Regions from separate parts of the Macaca mulatta genome. Here region 1 is linked to region 2. Evidence: chromatin contacts called from public Micro-C data. All regions are on one chromosome and are shown on one strand. Each heading gives the region's core, a stretch centred on a gene start, on an enhancer-like site or on the middle of the called end of the contact. The rest is flanking DNA. Distances are from core to core; before and after follow the strand shown.

Region 1 (3,466 bases), core at 199-2,698, 100 kb after region 2:
ATGGTGGCACACACCTGTGGTCCTGCCTACTCGGGAGAATCGCTTCCGCCTGGGAAGTGCAGTGGCATGATCACAGCTCAGTGCGGCCTCCATTTCTCAGACTCAAGCGATCCTCCCTGTGTCCTCACATGGTCATCCCTCTGTGCGTGTCTGTGTCCTTTTATTTTTTTGGAGACAGGGGTCTCTGGCCCAGGAAAGAGTGCAGTGGTACAATCATAGCTCACTGCAGCCTTGACCTCCTGGGCTCAAGCGATTCTTCCACCTCAGCCTCCTGAGCGGCTGGGATCACAGGCGTACACCACTACACCCAGCTAATATATATATATATATGTATATATATATATTTTTCTAGATATGGAGTCTCCTTATGACGCCCAGGCAGGTCTCAAATTCCTGGCCTCAAGCAACCCTCCCGTCTCAGTCTCCCCAGTAGTTGGGTCTACCACCACGCACCGCCATGCCAGGGTCATTTTAAAACTTTGTGGCTGGGCGCGGTGGCTCATGCCTGTAATCCCAGCACTTCTAGAGGCCGGGGCAGGCGGATCACATGAGGTCAGGAGTTCAAGACCAGCCTGGCCAACATGGTGAAACCCCGTCTCTGGTAAATACGCAAAAATTAACCAGGCGTGGTGGAGGGCGCCTGTAATCCCAGCTACTCGGGAAGCTGAGGCAGAACTGCTTGAACCCGGGAGGCGGAGGTTGCAGTGAGCTGAGATTGTGCCACCGCACTCCAGCCTCGGCGACAGAGGGACACTCTGTCTCAAAAAATCCAAAAACCAAACTTTTTGTAGAGACAGTCTTGCTATGTTGCCCAGGCTGGTCTCGAACTCTTGGCTTCAATATACCCTCACCTGGGCCTCCCAAAGTGCTGGGATTACAGCACTTGGCTCCAGCTTGACCTTTGTTGGTAGAACTACTCAGAAAATATGGCTAATTTAGAAATTGGGTGGTGTCAAGTGAACCCTACCCAAATCTTCTATCCCCACACCAGTTCTCATCCACCTTTTTCGCGTGTTGGAGAACTAGCAAGGCAGGGGCTGCGGCTCGCCCTCCCTCACGCGGCTCAGGCTCTGAGGGCGCGAGGTCCAGGGCTCTCGCGCTGCGGCCGCCACCCGCCCCGAGGCCCCGGTCCCCTCCTCTCGCCGCCGCACCAGGGTAGCGCTGCCACGAGCCGGGCTTTCCGGGGGCCAGGTCGAACGAGGACCGAGATGCTCCACGGCAGGAACGGCAGGCAACAGACCACGGGTAAGTGGCGGTTACGGGACTCTCCGACCCGCGAACGGACATTTTAGCTCTCAGGGATTCGATACCACAGGTTGTTTCCAGACCATATGCCGGTCGCTTCCGGCAATTGGAAAGACCAATCGTCAGGCCCGACAATGCAAGACCTGCCCACTTTGCGACGGAGGCAGCCACTCCAGTTCCTCCTTACTTCTATTGTCGGGGGCGCCCTTACGAAAGGTCCTGTCCAATCGTTACCGGGAACGCCCTCCTAGTCTCGCCTCAGGGCCATCGCAGAGCGTGTAAATTCAGCTTGACCCCTTCACCCCATTGGCGTATTTCCTTCCGACGCCATGACGTGCACAGCGGCCGGCCGGGGCGGGCCAATGGGCGGGAACGTGGTGTGCGGCTGGCGTCCGCCGCAGTCGCTCCTGGGTCCTAGGGGCCGGAGCCGCCCTGAACGCAGTGTATCGAAGGCTCTTGCCGAAGAGGCGCCGCTGCGGAGCCCGCAGTTAGACGCCCCCTCAGTGGCGCCCGCCTAAGCCGTGGGCGCACCCGAGGGGCAGGCTCGCCTTCCGTCGGCCCTTGCAGCTCGGCTGGGCTCGGAGTCCGCGCCGCCGTCGCCTTCCCGCTCGGGCCGAGAACCGCAGTCGCGGAGCCGCGCAGCCCTCGAAGTCCGGTGAGAGGCGCCGCTGGTCTGAGGACGGTGGACGGAGGGCGCGGGGCATTCGCGCAGCTTTGCGGCCTGCAGGCCCTCCCCGCCGGCGGAGCTGCGCCGCAGGTCTCGGGACGAGCCCGGGGCGGGACTGGAGGCCTGAGGCCACCGGGGGTCCCTGGGTGGGTGCTGGGTGCTGCGGAGCGGGGGCGCCGACCTCTGACCCACGAGAGGAGCGCCTTCGCGGTGCTGGTCCTAGTTGTTATTCTCAGCGTCCCTATTATCCGATTGGAAATGAGAGCAGGCGGTTCTCGGGCTCCGAGCAGCAGGGGGCGGGCGAACTGGGAGAAATGTGTACTTTCCACGCCTAGGACCTGCCGCTGGGCAAACGGAGGCCAGTGTCCTGCGGTCGCTGCCAGGGAGGGCGCACGAGGTCCCCCAGGCGAGGTGACCCGCAGGAGGTTTTGTGACGTCGGACCCGGGGAAGGAGGGCGGTCTCCTAGAGGAGCCGTCGGCTTTCCAGGGAAGGCATCCGGCAGGTCGGGGAGACTCGCCGGGGCTGCGGGGGAAGCTCCACCTCTCCGAGGGCCCCCGCGGGGAGACCCAGGGCGCAGGGGTAGCCTCGCGGGGGACCCCGAACCGCAGCGGGGCACGGCCCTCCCCAGGAAGTCGGCACCCAGGGCCCTTTGTCCTATGACAGCGTCGATGCCTGGAACCACCAAGAGCTGGAAGAGGCAGGAAGGATCCTCCCCTAGAGCCTCCAGGGGGAGTCCAGCCCTGCCCACAACTTGATCTCAGATTCCTGGTCTCCAGCACTGGAAAAGAATAAACTTCCATTGCTTTCAGTCACCCAAATTGTGGTTATTTGCTACAGCATCCATAAGAATTTAAAAACTAAGAGGTATGAATTTTATGTTGCTGTCAAAAGGCTTTTTCTAGGATAAGTAGATATTTCACGTAGATGGAGCTTTTTCTTCTTTTCATTGGGATCGGAACTCAGTTAATGTCCTCCGTCCTCCTATCTCAGTGCTGATTTTACTTTCTCTTTAATCCTCTGTTCTAAAACAGTGACCCTTTTTATATTGCTTAAGTAAATATCAATGTTTTTTGGTCAGTGTGAGACCAAAAACCTTTTTACCTTGGGTCTGAGAAGGAGCAGTATTTTCCCTCCTCTTTTTAGAGATGGCGTCTCTCTGCTACCCAGGCTAGAGTGCAGTGGCATAATCCTAGCTCACTGCAGCCCCAAACTCCTGGGCTCAAGTCATCTTCCGGCCTCAGCTTGCTGAAAAGCTGAGAACACAGGTGTGCGCCACTATGCTATATATATATATATTTTAACTTATTTGTAGAAATGAGGTCTCACTATGTTGCCCAGGCTGGTCTCAGACCTCTGATCTCAAGTGTTCCTCCTCTTTGGCCTCCCAAAGCACCAGGATTACAGGTATGAGCCACCATTCTTTGGCATGGTGGGGTATGCAGTAGGAGAGCAGCGGTGGTGGTAGTGTCTCCATACGGACTCTCACAAAAAGTGGTGTGGGCGGATATTGGATGCCTACTTATTTAGGGGCATCTAAATTCCTGTGCTAAATT
Region 2 (3,116 bases), core at 328-2,827:
TGTGGCCTTGAGCCCTTGGGCTTCCCAGCGCAGCTTCCTCCTTTCCAAAATGAGAGGACAAACAGAAGTTAGAGGGCCTGAGAGCCCCCGCCTCACCAACACACCCAGGACACCCCCTCTGTTCTCCCGTTTATTTTCTTGACAACCAACACCCCACTTAGCCACACAGAGTCCCTAAGAGGCACAGGCGGGCCGGTGACAACTGTTTAAATCCAGCGCCCATGTCCGGTTGGGATATTCCGACCCACTCAGGGCTGCCCTATAAGCCAGCGCGTGTCCGGATCCCAGCGCACGGAGAACTCGAAACCTGTCAAGCTGCCCATTCGGGGTTAAGTTCAAAGACAGAGGACAAAGGAAACGGATAAAGCGTCCGATACAAGAATTGCCCATTTCAGACGCACAAGACGAAAAGCAGGTGTCAGGACATGTTAGGATCCGTCCCCAGCGCTGCCGTCCTCGTCCCCACAACGCCACGGGACACCTGTCCCTCAAAGCCCAGCTGCTCCTGCAGCCCCTGGAGAAATCTGTACATTCCCTGCCGCTGGGCACACGGGGAGGCTGGCCTGGGGGAGGCCCGCAGGGGCCTTCGGATCCCGCCCCCGTGTCCCTGGGGTCGCTGCCAGGGAGGGGGCACGAGGTCCCCCAGGCGAGGTGACCCGCAGGAGGTTTGTGACGTCGGACGGCCCAGGCCCCAGAGTGCTGTGTGTGCTGGGGGTGGAGGGTGGTCTCCGAGAGGAGCCGTCGGCATTTCAGGGAAGGCACCCGGCCGGTCGGGGGGACTTGTCTGGGCTGAGGGGTGCGCTCCACCTCCCCAAGCGCCCCCAGGGGAGACCTGGGGCGCAGGAGCAGCCCTGCGCGAGGACTCCGAGCCGGAGTAGCGGGGCAGGTCCCTCCCCAGGAGGCCGGCACCCGGGGCCCTTTGTCCTACTACAGCGTCCCGGCCGCGCCGCGCACCCCTGTGGGCCGAGTCCCCGCCCGCACTTACTCACCCACGGTGGCCAGCGTGTCAAAGTCCTGCAGGCGGTAGGCAGGCGGCTCCGGCGACCGCGCCTCGGGGCTGGGGCAGAGCGCGGGCGCCCCGTCGGGGGTCTCCTCCGCCACCTTGCGGGGGTCGCTCTCCGCCGCGGCCGCCTCGGCCAGCCCGGGCGCCTCCATGAGGACGCACTCAGGTCCGGGGCACCGGGCCAGGCCGAAGTGATCGGGGAGCCGGGCTTCCCGGGACGCAGCCTCGGAGGGCGGCGCGGCGGCGGCGGCATCAACGGACGCTCCCCATGCGCACCCTCGCCTCCTGGTGCGCCGCCTGGCGCAGCTGACGGAGCGACGGGGACAATGGCGGGGCGGCGCTCACGGCACAAGCAGCAACGGCCCCGGGTGGGAGCAGCCGCCGGCCTCAGGGGTCGGGCACCGAGTGCCGGACGGCTGCGGGGAAGGCGGGGGCCGCGGCCCGGGTTTGGGGGGCGAGGCGGGGGGCCCTGCGCATTCCCGGTCTCACGCCCGCCGCCTCCTCCAGCTCGGTAGCCGCGTGCGCGCTGATGGGGCGGGCGGAAGCAGCCTGGGCGTGACCGCGCCTCTCCCCGCCCCCAACCCGGCCGCGGGGCTGGGGGCGTCGCCTTCGCGCGCTCCGCCCCCGCCGCGACCCAGCCCAGGAGCCGGAGACCCGGGCGTGCGGATGATTCCAGCCGCCGACGGCTGGCGCGGCTCTGGGGAGGTGCCCACGCCCCGTCCGCGCCCGGGGCGCCCCTGGGGTGGGACCCAGGTTGAAGCCTCCCCGGGGGCGCACTGGCGGGACACCCGCGTCGCTGCACCCAAGCCCGGAAGATGGGGAGGCGAGGGGGCCCGGGGACAGGGAGGGCGTGGCTCCGCAAAAGTGAAGTTCAGAAATAAAAAGTGAAATTGGCGTTTGGTGAGGAGAGGGGCTCGGATTAGCCTGGCTATTCAGGACGCGCGCTGCGCGCGGATCCCCAAGAGGGGCTGCCGGGTCTTGGGGATGAGGTCAGCGTCCCGGTTTTGCTGTAGGACTCTGGTGATTCTAGATTTCTACTTGGAAGGGCTGGGGAAGGGTGGGCTCGACCCTGCGCGTTTCTTTGCAGCTTCCTGTGGATCTAGAATTCTTTCCAAATAAACATTTCTTTAAAGAACTAGGGAAAGACAGATTTGAGAGATCGCCCGACCAAATGTAGCGCGTGAAACTTGATTGGTCACTGTTTCAAATACCCCGGCGACAACCCGATAAAGAATTGTGCAGACGCATTTCAATTTCAGAAACGCAAAGTTTTTTTTTTTTTTTTCCTGGCTTGAGTGTGACTCAGGCAATAGTTGGACATACTTATATTTAAAACCCTATCCGTGTGGATTTGAAATGCAAATACAGCTAGACATTTGGTCACCCCTTTCCCCAGGGAAATGCAGACGGTGCTTAACTTGCGGGCCTGGCACGGCCTGGACGCTGCGCCCCTGACCCGCGACCAGGGCGGCCCAGGCTGCCGGTTCGCCGACCACTCTGAGCAGCAAGGGGTCAAACTTCTAACGCCTTTGTTTTGAGGGATCTCAGCGATTCTGCGACTGGAGGGGGTCTCCAGTCCCTCAGTCCGCTGGTCGGGGGGCTTTCCGAGAGGCAAAGCAGCCTCTAAGTCAGAACGGACACATTTTAAGGGGACCAGGCCGAGCCATCCTTGCGCAGCTAACAGGGAGGGGGAGTCAGGAAGTCTGAACCTGGCTCAGGCTTTGTATTTCTGGCCCCTGGCTGCCAGCCTCGCCCCAGCCTCCACCTGCATTTTGTGGGTGGCATTTCCCCCCGGGGTGACACCCGCTCTCTATGCTCTGCAAAATCCTGAGCTGGAATGCAAAACATATGCGACACCAGCAGGCCCCGCCACTCCCTGAGCCTGGTTAGGACAGGTCACGGCCTTGCCAAGCAAGCTTCACCAGCAAGCCATGCAATCCCTTGATCCTGGTTAGGACAGGAAACGGCCCTGCCAAGCCCTGCCTGGCTGAGGGGTTAAGGGCCAGCCAGGAACGCGCACTCAGGCAAAGTTCGTGTCACCCCGCGGAACGCGCGCCCTCTCCACTAGGGCCTGACCTTGGAAATGCAAGGCTGCGGCCTCATAAAGTGCTTT

Evidence for each region. Hi-C and Micro-C count contacts between places; a contact is called where the count stands out from the background.
Region 1: a Micro-C map of CD4 T cells shows a contact between it and region 2, with 8 times the contacts expected there. The contact joins two enhancer-like sites. A contact is called at or near these places in 4 of 14 Hi-C or Micro-C datasets (CD4 T cells, fetal cortex germinal zone, fetal cortical plate and 1 more).

Annotation. Positions count from the first base shown.
Region 1 is chrX:3,432,238-3,435,703 of T2T-MMU8v2.0, forward strand. It overlaps the pseudogene LOC720628. Among named protein-coding and RNA genes, the nearest start is that of TRNAI-GAU, 20 kb to the right of the region's middle. Within about 2 kb of position 1,449, at least 38 of the 40 cell types and tissues checked have an H3K27ac peak or open chromatin away from gene starts, as enhancers often do. A contact at or near this core is called in CD4 T cells, where this site is marked.
Region 2 is chrX:3,330,439-3,333,554 of T2T-MMU8v2.0, forward strand. No RefSeq gene overlaps it. Among named protein-coding and RNA genes, the nearest start is that of PRKX, 40 kb to the left of the region's middle. Within about 2 kb of position 1,578, at least 22 of the 40 cell types and tissues checked have an H3K27ac peak or open chromatin away from gene starts, as enhancers often do. A contact at or near this core is called in CD4 T cells, where this site is marked.